3 separate regions of the Gossypium hirsutum genome follow, and regions 2 and 3 are each linked to region 1. The links are chromatin contacts, called in public Hi-C maps. All regions are on one chromosome and are shown on one strand. Each heading gives the region's core, a stretch centred on a gene start, on an enhancer-like site or on the middle of the called end of the contact. The rest is flanking DNA. Distances are from core to core; before and after follow the strand shown. Region 1 holds the start of LOC107909565 (caffeoylshikimate esterase). Region 2 holds the start of LOC107909559 (pentatricopeptide repeat-containing protein At2g13600). Region 3 holds the start of LOC121214769 (zinc finger protein GIS3).

The links. A called contact is a pair of places that touch in the nucleus more often than the background predicts.
Region 2: a contact with region 1 is called in a Hi-C map of leaf, with 2.2 times the contacts expected there. The contact joins the promoter of LOC107909559 here to the promoter of LOC107909565 in region 1. A contact is called at or near these places in 3 of 34 Hi-C or Micro-C datasets (callus, hypocotyl and leaf).
Region 3: a Hi-C map of leaf shows a contact between it and region 1, with 1.7 times the contacts expected there. The contact joins the promoter of LOC121214769 here to the promoter of LOC107909565 in region 1. A contact is called at or near these places in 3 of 34 Hi-C or Micro-C datasets (all in leaf).

The regions. Positions count from the first base shown.
Region 1 is chrD02:63,610,661-63,613,742 of Gossypium_hirsutum_v2.1, forward strand. It overlaps LOC107909565 (caffeoylshikimate esterase), which reads right to left and starts at 1,640. Exons shown (of 8, transcript XM_016837147.1): 1 at 1,227-1,640; 2 at 1,062-1,091; 3 at 658-787; 4 at 384-530; 5 at 129-259. The coding sequence starts at 1,496.
Region 2 is chrD02:63,847,797-63,850,878 of Gossypium_hirsutum_v2.1, forward strand. It overlaps LOC107909559 (pentatricopeptide repeat-containing protein At2g13600), which reads left to right and starts at 1,539. Exons shown (of 2, transcript XM_016837142.2): 1 at 1,539-1,639; 2 at 1,801-3,082. The coding sequence starts at 1,884.
Region 3 is chrD02:63,789,461-63,792,542 of Gossypium_hirsutum_v2.1, forward strand. It overlaps LOC121214769 (zinc finger protein GIS3), which reads left to right and starts at 1,572. Exons shown (of 1, transcript XM_041088981.1): 1 at 1,572-2,778. The coding sequence starts at 1,850. The coding sequence ends at 2,566.

The sequences.
Region 1 (3,082 bases), core at 390-2,889:
TTCTCATTCATCTATGTTTACCTAGTGTTTAGGGAAGCAAACTTGTAAACCAATTAAATGATGCATGATTATTGATAATCTTTAAATCGGCCAACTCATGATCTTGTGGATACAAACAACGAACTTACTTTACACATAGGTGCTACAAGGATGATTCCATCCCATCCATGTGGATCCTTGAAGTGAACTTTGAGAGTAACAGCTCCACCCATGGACTGTCCCAATATGAAGCAGGGCAATCCTCTCACTTCAGGTCTTTCTGAAGATCAATAATATTAAGCAAAATGAGAACAGATTCTGGAACTAACTATTCCAATGCAAAAGTGCAAAAAATGTACAACTTATTAAGAAACAAGGCAATACCAACACTACAAATTCCATACCTTTAATTTTTGCATATTGTTCAATGACATTGTCAGCCAATTCATCAAAGCTATAGATGTAACCATGCAATCCTTCAGAAAGACCGAATCCTGGATGATCAATAGCATAAACACCATATCCAGATGCTGCAATGAACCTAGCAATGCCTGTAATCCCAAATTCTCCATGAATCAAATAAAGTCCTTGGACATGGTTCAACTACAGAAATAAAGTACAATATGAAACCATGAAACATGAAGCAATTCAAATTACTGTAAGATACGATTAGCTGACCTTCAAAGAAGAAAGTGCAAGTATCACCATATCCATGGCAAAAGCATACGACACCCTTAATTTTAACCCCGGGTTCAGGCATCCATCGCCTAAAGAAAATCTCCAATCCCTTTGAGTTTCTTTCGATCCACTACAAAAACGTCAAAACAATGTTGTTAAGTTCAAATGATTGAAATTTACACTTCTGTTTGGAAAATTTGTGATAATTTACTCGCTTACCACTCCCTAAACATATATATAATCGGCAAAACGGGGTTTTTTTTTTCTAAGTTGTCCAGAAGTTAAAGTTTGTAAACTTTATACCTTCGTTTCAGTTACAAAGTAACTTATCCTAGTACGTTGAGCTACTTTTCTTCTCTTCAGTTTCAGAGCAAACAAAAGACAAAAATCAAATAAACGCTTACCTCCTCTGTTCTTACACCAGTAGGAGCCATCTACAAGCAAAATCCCATAATTTTCCGCAAGAAAAAGATAAGAAAACAAAAATTAGTATATGAAAAGCTAAAATTAAAATATTTAAAAGATGAAAGTGCTAAATTAGCCGCAATCAGTTGGCAAATGAAACAAACCTTGAACAATAAATGATCAAGCTGCTGGTGGACAGGGATGAAAGCAGATCGAACTCTTCTACGAGCAGCAGCGTAGTCAAGATTCTGTGAAGCAATGGAGTTCAATTCATCACTGACGCCCTCAATCATCTTCATCTTCCCTGCAGCCGCTGCCACCGTGAGGCGATGAGGCGATGGTTTGAGAGAAATGAGGGGGATGGAGAGGGTTGATGGTTTGGATTTGGGTAGAAGAAAAGGTGATGGAGATCTGAAAGTTAAAGAGAGATCCATGCGTTGTGGCTTCGTGGGACAGGCTGTCAAGCGTGCAACTCTAAATGCCGCCAAATGGTCAAGTAGAACTGGAACTACCCTACTATTATATAGTAGTAATTTGGACGGAAAAGCAGGGCAAAGCCAAGCCAAGCCAATTGCATGTTACATTTGCTGCCCACTATAAACTATTGCTCGTGGTCCACGTGCTCCATTTCTTTTGTACATATATACTCAAAAGTCCGTTTGAAAAGTATTGATTTAAATCTCACCAAAATAATGTGTTCAATCCACTGAACCATAGTGGCCGGTACCACAATGAGTTATACCAATCAATATCAAAACTACACTTTAATTTTTAATTAAGGTATAATTTGATATGTAAGTTTTTATGTTGTGTAACTACGGAGTTAGGTGAAATAGTAATGGTCTCTCCTATTTTAATCAATAGATAAGGGTTTATTCATTGTCTTAGGTATAGAGTAGCTTCAAAACTTGTGGTGAGCGTCTACCCTCTTGATGGGCCTACTGAACGCGAAGAGTTAGTCATCAGGCTCGCTTCAGTGGATGCCTTAGGCAACCAAAAAAAATTATGTTCTGTAGTTATATACATAAAATTTTTATTGTAGTTTAAATGTCTACATAAAACTTTGATTTTGATACAATTGCATGCATTTTAAAAATAAACACATTGAAATTGTTTTTATTTAATAAGTATACTTATTTGCATGGGCGAAGTCAGTAAATTTTTTGAGTTGCCAAAATTAAATTATATATTTTTACGATGGTAAAAATGTAATTTCATCATTTTAATAGTCTATATCTTTATAATTTTTAAAGGATTAAATCAAAATTTTATCATTTTTGGAGGGCCAAAGTGCAATTTTACAAATACTAATTTAAAATTTTATAAATTATAAAGGGGCCTAAATGAAAAAAATTCCATTTTAGGGGGGCCGGGTCCCCTACCAGCCCCCTAGCTTCGCCACCGCCTATTGATGCAGTATGTAAATGTAAAATTATGTTATATCGATAATGATGTTAGTAATTCGTGAAAATTAAATCAAATCAAAATATCATATATAAAACTACATAAAATTAAAGTTTATGTATATTATGATGTTATGGGCCGCAGTTCAAAGCCTGTGACCATCACACAATATGCATCCCAGAGAGGTCTATCGATTAGATCGGGATCATTTGACCCACGAGAGTTGGCCCGATTCAAAAAACTATTGAAGAAGCCTGTTCATTTAAAGCCTAGGTGGCCCAATGATGCAAATATGGAAAGTTAGGTTACTTTGGTAAATAGGGAAACTAATCTTAGAAGATTAAGGGGAATCATATCTTATAATATTAGATTTGATTTGATTATGTAAATCTTGTAAATCCCTTAATTGTAGGGATATGCTTAATCTCGTTCGTCGATGTAACTTGATCTAGACCGTCAGTTTTGGGGAGATCAACTATAAATAGAGTCTCCCCCTCACTTGTAATTCATCCATTAGGATTCATTTATCCATTGTATCTTGAATTCTCAAAAGTAATAGAATTCTTTGGGAGCATTTACTCAAACACCTCTCGTGTATTATTTTTTGGCTATTCTG
Region 2 (3,082 bases), core at 289-2,788, 240 kb after region 1:
ATGTACTATAACTATTATTATAATCTATATTATAATAATAGTTATATATAATAGTAGTGCATTATATATTACTTATTATATATTATTGTTTATTATTATACTAGTTGGAATATTCTCTAAGTCCTTATATTTTTTTACATTTGGAAGTTAGCCCTCCTATTATATTATATTATATAATGCTATATCATATCATATAGTATATAATATAGCAATAGTTATATATATATGCATTGATGATTAAACATTATAATATCATGTAGTATTATTATATCTTTTATTATAATTTATATTATAATAGTTGTATATGTATTAATATGTTTAGTAATAGCTATATATTATAATATTATTTTATGTACTAGTAATATACTAATTTAATATATCGGTTTAAGGTTAAGTAATCGATTTCAGTAATAGTTATATAATATATTATTATATTATCATTAATTTTTAATTTATAGATTTTAATAATTATTAATTTTATATATTTATTATACATGTATAATTATAATATTAAAAATATTTTATGTTAAATTAATGTTTTTAAAAATTTATTCCATCTTATAATTTAACATAAATATTATTACTAATTAATTTTTCCCATTAATCATATTTTGATATAAATATGCAAGGTTTATAAATATATTTTAAAAAAATTATCATTTATTTATATTTTAAATAATATCATAAAATTATATTAATTATTAATGTTTATTATGGTTGTTGATTTATAAAGTCAGACTTTCTCGAGCTTTGAATCGAATTTATCTCGAGCTCAGATATGTTACCGGTTCAAACTTTATCAAATTCAGATGGTTTCAACTTAAGATTAGACCTGTTCATGGGTCGGGCCATCTGACCCGTCCCGAAGGCCTGCCCGAAATGTGGATGGGTTTGGAAAAAAATATAGGCCCGAAAACGGGCTTGTACAAAAAAAATAAGACTCGATTAAAAAAATGAGTGCGGCCTCGGGTAAGGTATATTTTGACCAGACCCAGCCTGGCCCGACCTAAATTTACTAAAGTATAAAAAAAATCTTTTTTTTTTATTTTTTTTATTTTTTATTGTTTTCTCCTTATTTTGCTACCATTTTACTATTATGTTGCTACTATTTTGTTGTTATTGTTTGGATATTGTATAAAACTTGTTTTATAATTAATTTTGTTATTATTTTAGAGGCATTTGCTTATTAAGTTGCATCTATCTTAATATCATTTAAGTATACATATTTTTTAAAATTTATTTTCAATTTGTTGGGAAATATTTATTTTTGATGTTTTTAGTATTTTTGATATATTATATATATTTAAAATTTATATAAAAAATAATATAAAAATTTAATATAGGTGGGCTAGGCCGAGCTCCAATTTTAATATTTTTATCCGGGTCGAATTTAAACAAAAATTTAAACCAACTTTTTAGGCCGGGCATAAGCTTAATAAACGGGCTTAATTTTTATTTGGACCTAACCCAAACCCAGTCAAAACTCATCCCAAACCAATGAACACCTCTAGTTAAGATGGTTAGGAACGGGATTAAGAGCTTCGCATGTTTTGTGAGCTCTGAAGCCCAACAACCGGTAGAATTTCCACCCAAAAAAGAAACACTGTTTAATCACATTTCAAAGGTCACTGCTGCTCAGGTATTAGAATCCGACTCTCCACTTACTTCGCGTCTCGTTGTCGGAGAGTTGACTCGTTATTGTCATTGAAATCTTTTCCATAACTAGAAATTTTGAAAAAAAAAAAAAACTGTTGGCATCACTTCTATTTTCCTTCCATTACTGAGTTAGAAACATCTCAGTTTGCAGCCAAATGCTAAGGGAGATGCAAAAACCGTAGCAAAAGAGCAATGCCCACCAACTTTGTTTCTTCCAGGATAATGGAATGGCGAAACTTGGATTGCACAAACAAATTGTGGGTGATCTTTCACTGCCCGACTCTTCTCCTTTTGCTAAGCTTTTGGGTTCCTACATCCAATCCAAGTCTCTCCTTGATATACGTCGGTTACATGTTCGGATAATCAAATCTAATTTTGCGTCTGAGACTTTTATCCTAAACAGGCTTATCGATGCCTACGGCAGATGTGGCTCCTTGGAGGATGCCGGGAAGGTGTTTAACAGAATGCCTCAAAGAAACATTTTTTCTTGGAACTCGGTCATATCTGTATTGACGAAATTGGGTTACGTTGATGAGGCAGCAGGGTTTTTTTATTCCATGCCTGAGCATGATCAGTGCTCTTGGAATTCCATCATTTCAGGGTTTGCTCAGCAAGATAGATTCGGAGAGGCTCTTTTCTATTTTGTTAGGATGCATAGAGAGGACTTTGTGCTTAACGAATACTCGTTTGGTAGTGCTCTTAGCGCTTGTTCTGGGTTGAAAAACATTAAAATCGGTGCTCAAATCCATGCTTTAATCGCAAAAACTAGGTTCTTTTCCAATGTTTATATGGGCTCGGCTCTTGTTGATATGTATGGAAAATGTGGGAGTGTCAGCTGCGGCCAGAGAGCTTTCGATGATATGAGTGAGAGGAATAGAGTCTCTTGGAATAGTTTGATCACTTGTTATGAGCAAAATGGTCCAGCTAGTGCAGCTCTTCAGGTTTTCTTGAGGATGATGGATTGTGGAATTGAACCAGATGAACTCACATATGCCAGTGTGGTTAGTGCTTGCGCTAGCTTGTCGGCAATCAAGTCAGGCAAGCAGATTCATGCTCGTGTTGTGAAATGCAATAAGTTGAGGGATGATCTTGTCCTGGGAAATGCATTGGTTGATATGTATGCAAAATGCAATAAAATCAATGAAGCTAGATGTATTTTTGATAGGATGCCAGTTAGGAATGTAGTGTCTGAAACCTCAATGGTAAGTGGGTATGCGAAGGTAGCCAGTGTGAGAACTGCGAGATCAATGTTTGCAAAGATGATGGAGAGGAACATAGTGTCTTGGAATGCGCTAATTGCCGGGTATACACAAAATGGGGAGAATGAAGAGGCTCTTAGACTTTTTCGTCTCTTAAAGAGAGAATCTGTTTGCCCAACTCATTACACGTTTGGCAATCTACTGAATGCCTGTGCTAATCTCACTGA
Region 3 (3,082 bases), core at 322-2,821, 180 kb after region 1:
AAGAAACCCCAAAACTTTTCTCTCTCTCGTAGTTAGTAAGATTCGGATAGATCTTGGCAAAGCAAGAAAATTGCATAAAGAAATACAGATTTCAACGTCAATCACGCTAACATCCTAAACAATTATTATTCATCATCAGCACGTAAAGATGGGTCTCTTTTCGTAGTTGTAAAACACCTGAACATTCATTCCTTCATTTTCTTCCCCCTTTCCATCCATTAATTTCGATACCCCCCAAACCCTACTTCCATTTATTTTCAAACCAGGCAAGTGAAAGCTTTGCTTCACGTGGTTGACTTAGACTAAACTCCCATCCTTGCCATTGCCAGAAAGTTTTATCTGATGTGAAACATGCGTAACCCTTCTAGATATGCACCTGCCCTATAACCCTACAACATCATATAATGCTTGAGTGTATTGACACTTTTAAAAGTTTGGGGTTGTGTGGAAGAGCAGTTCCATATCTATGTCATCCATGAATAGTTAGATTATCGAAATATCGCCATTACCATACGTTTAAAACTTGAAATTCAAGGTTTTTTCCCCACCTTTTTTTCCTTTGTGTGTGTGTGGGGTAATTTTGGGAAACACAGCTAAGTGGTGCTGTATATATATATGCATGCATGTATTTACATGTTAGATTTAATTTGACTTTTTAGAGAGAAATGAGGGGCGAGAGTGGTGTTGGGTGGCGGTGTCGGCTCCTGAGATTGAGCTGAAGTGAAGCGCGGGAGAGAGACAGAGAGAGAGAGAGAACAAATAAAAACAAAAATTAACAACTATAAAAGAGAAGAGAGAGAGAGAGAAGGCATTTTTGGTAGCAGAGAGATTTGCCAGGGAATTAAAGACTTAAGAGATGGGCATCACGGCGTTTCATTGGAGACAGTTCCACTAACATTACTGTTTTCGTAATTAATTAATCTACTTGATCAATAAAGAAAGAAAGAAAGAATAAATTCATGGTGATTACCAAAAAAAGGTCCCCAGTTTTCCAACATGTGTCATCATCTCGAATGGAATCTTTTTATTAGTACACTCATTTTGTTTGTTAGCAAATTTAGTTAATTAAAAACCATACCATGTTGATGCCCACCATGAACAGGGATCTAGCTACCTATAGAGTCTACATAGACCTCACTTCACTTCAGATTACCCTCACCGGCTCCTTGGAATTGTACGTGTCGTGTAAGAACACTATTTAGAAATCTGTCATTAACCCAACCAATGTATGAAAACAACTTTATTAGCTTCTCATTGGCCATTCAAACCTTTTCCATCTACAGCAAAGTGGTCCAGATCACACCCCCTTACCTCCTATCTGTTTTCTAACCTAATTGCTTCACGTTCTCTACAAAAGTTCCCATTATATTAAGAACCTCCCACAATTGCTTTTTGGGTACCCATTTTCTCTCAAATGATGCTCCTTATTTAAAATAAATAAATAAAAATGGACCAATTCAATCATTTTTATTCTTGTATGTATAAATATAAACAAGCTTTAAAAAGACCCCCAAAAAAGAAAATAAATGCAACGCAATGCATTGATGAAGTAACAGTATCAAATTAGAGAAATAGGTACTCTAAGCGAAGACAAGGCTTGGGTGAGGGTCCCAAGTCAAGTGTTCTCGGGTCGTGTCGTGTTCCCTAATACTCTCTTTTTCTTTTTCCCCCTTGGGATATCCGAAATCTTTCTCTTTCATCCTAAGTTGTACTGTTCATGTTCTACAAATCCTTTTTTTTTTATCATGTATATATACCCCCACACATGCAACTCTTCCCCTTACATTACATTACATTGAACTACTAAACTATCCTTCTTCATTTCTCTTTCTATTTTTCTCTAGTTAACATGGCAGAGTTAGAATACCAAGCTAATACCAAAACCAACAGCGCCACTACTGCACGTCTAAAGCTCTTCGGCTTCAACGTCTCAGAAGATGATGATGTTTTGGAATCCAGCACCACCAAAGATCCATCATCAGGGTCTTCAGAGCCAGGTGGCTTCCCTGCTCCTGGTGACCGCAAATACGAGTGTCAGTATTGTTGCCGTGAGTTTGCTAACTCTCAAGCTTTAGGAGGTCACCAGAACGCTCATAAGAAGGAAAGGCAACAGCTCAAGCGTGCTCAACTTCAAGCCACTCGAAGCGCCGCGGTTTCGTTTGCTAGGAACCCTATCATCTCTGCTTTTGCTCCTCCACCGCATCTCTTAGCGTCGGCTACACCCGTCGTGGTGCCAGCTGCGGCGGGACCGTCTTGGGTTTACTTGCCACGAGGAGGGCCACCTCCTTTCCACGTCTCACATGGCTGCGTGATTCCGAGCGCTGGTGGTGGAGGAGGCGGTGGTGGAGTGGGGAGGGGGCCAGCGGGGCTGCCTTATGGTGGTGGTGGTGGTTTGGGGGATCCGGGCGTAAGCGTTGGCCCCCAAGTGATGCAAGGTGGGGGCCACCATGGACGGGGTGTTGATGGACCCTCGTTGCGTAGGTTTTCAAAGGGAGATGGTGGCCCCAGTTTTGATGATGCATTGGGCTTAGATTTGCACCTTAGTCTTGCTCCAGCCAGGCCTTGACTCGGTCTTTAGTGTTTGGGATCTTTGTACATTTTCAAACAATTTTATTTTTTTATTTATTTTTTCAGGGAAATTATTTGTTTCACTTGCACATAACTTTTTTTTCCCTTTTCTTAAAGTTATATAACCACTTAACTTTCCTCACCAATTTTAATTTTGTATATTAAGATCTAAATTTAGAATAAAAACTTCTTGTATGTAACTCAATTTTCCTCACCAATATCAATTATCTTAAACATCTAAATTTAGAACCAAAACTTTCATCCATATGAGTTAATAGCTTCTTCCCTACTATTATTCTATGTAGGTAAATAAATTAAAAGCTGAAATTCCAGCAACGAAAAATAGGAGCCTAAATAATTAAAAAAGGATGGAAGCAGTGAGGCACATTTGACATTAGACAAATTGTGTCCGTACCTTACAATATATATGGAATTAATGTGGTTTATCAAATGAAACACACCCTACAGCTTCACTGGTTGGTTGGTCATTGATGAGTAATGTCGAAAGGTAACA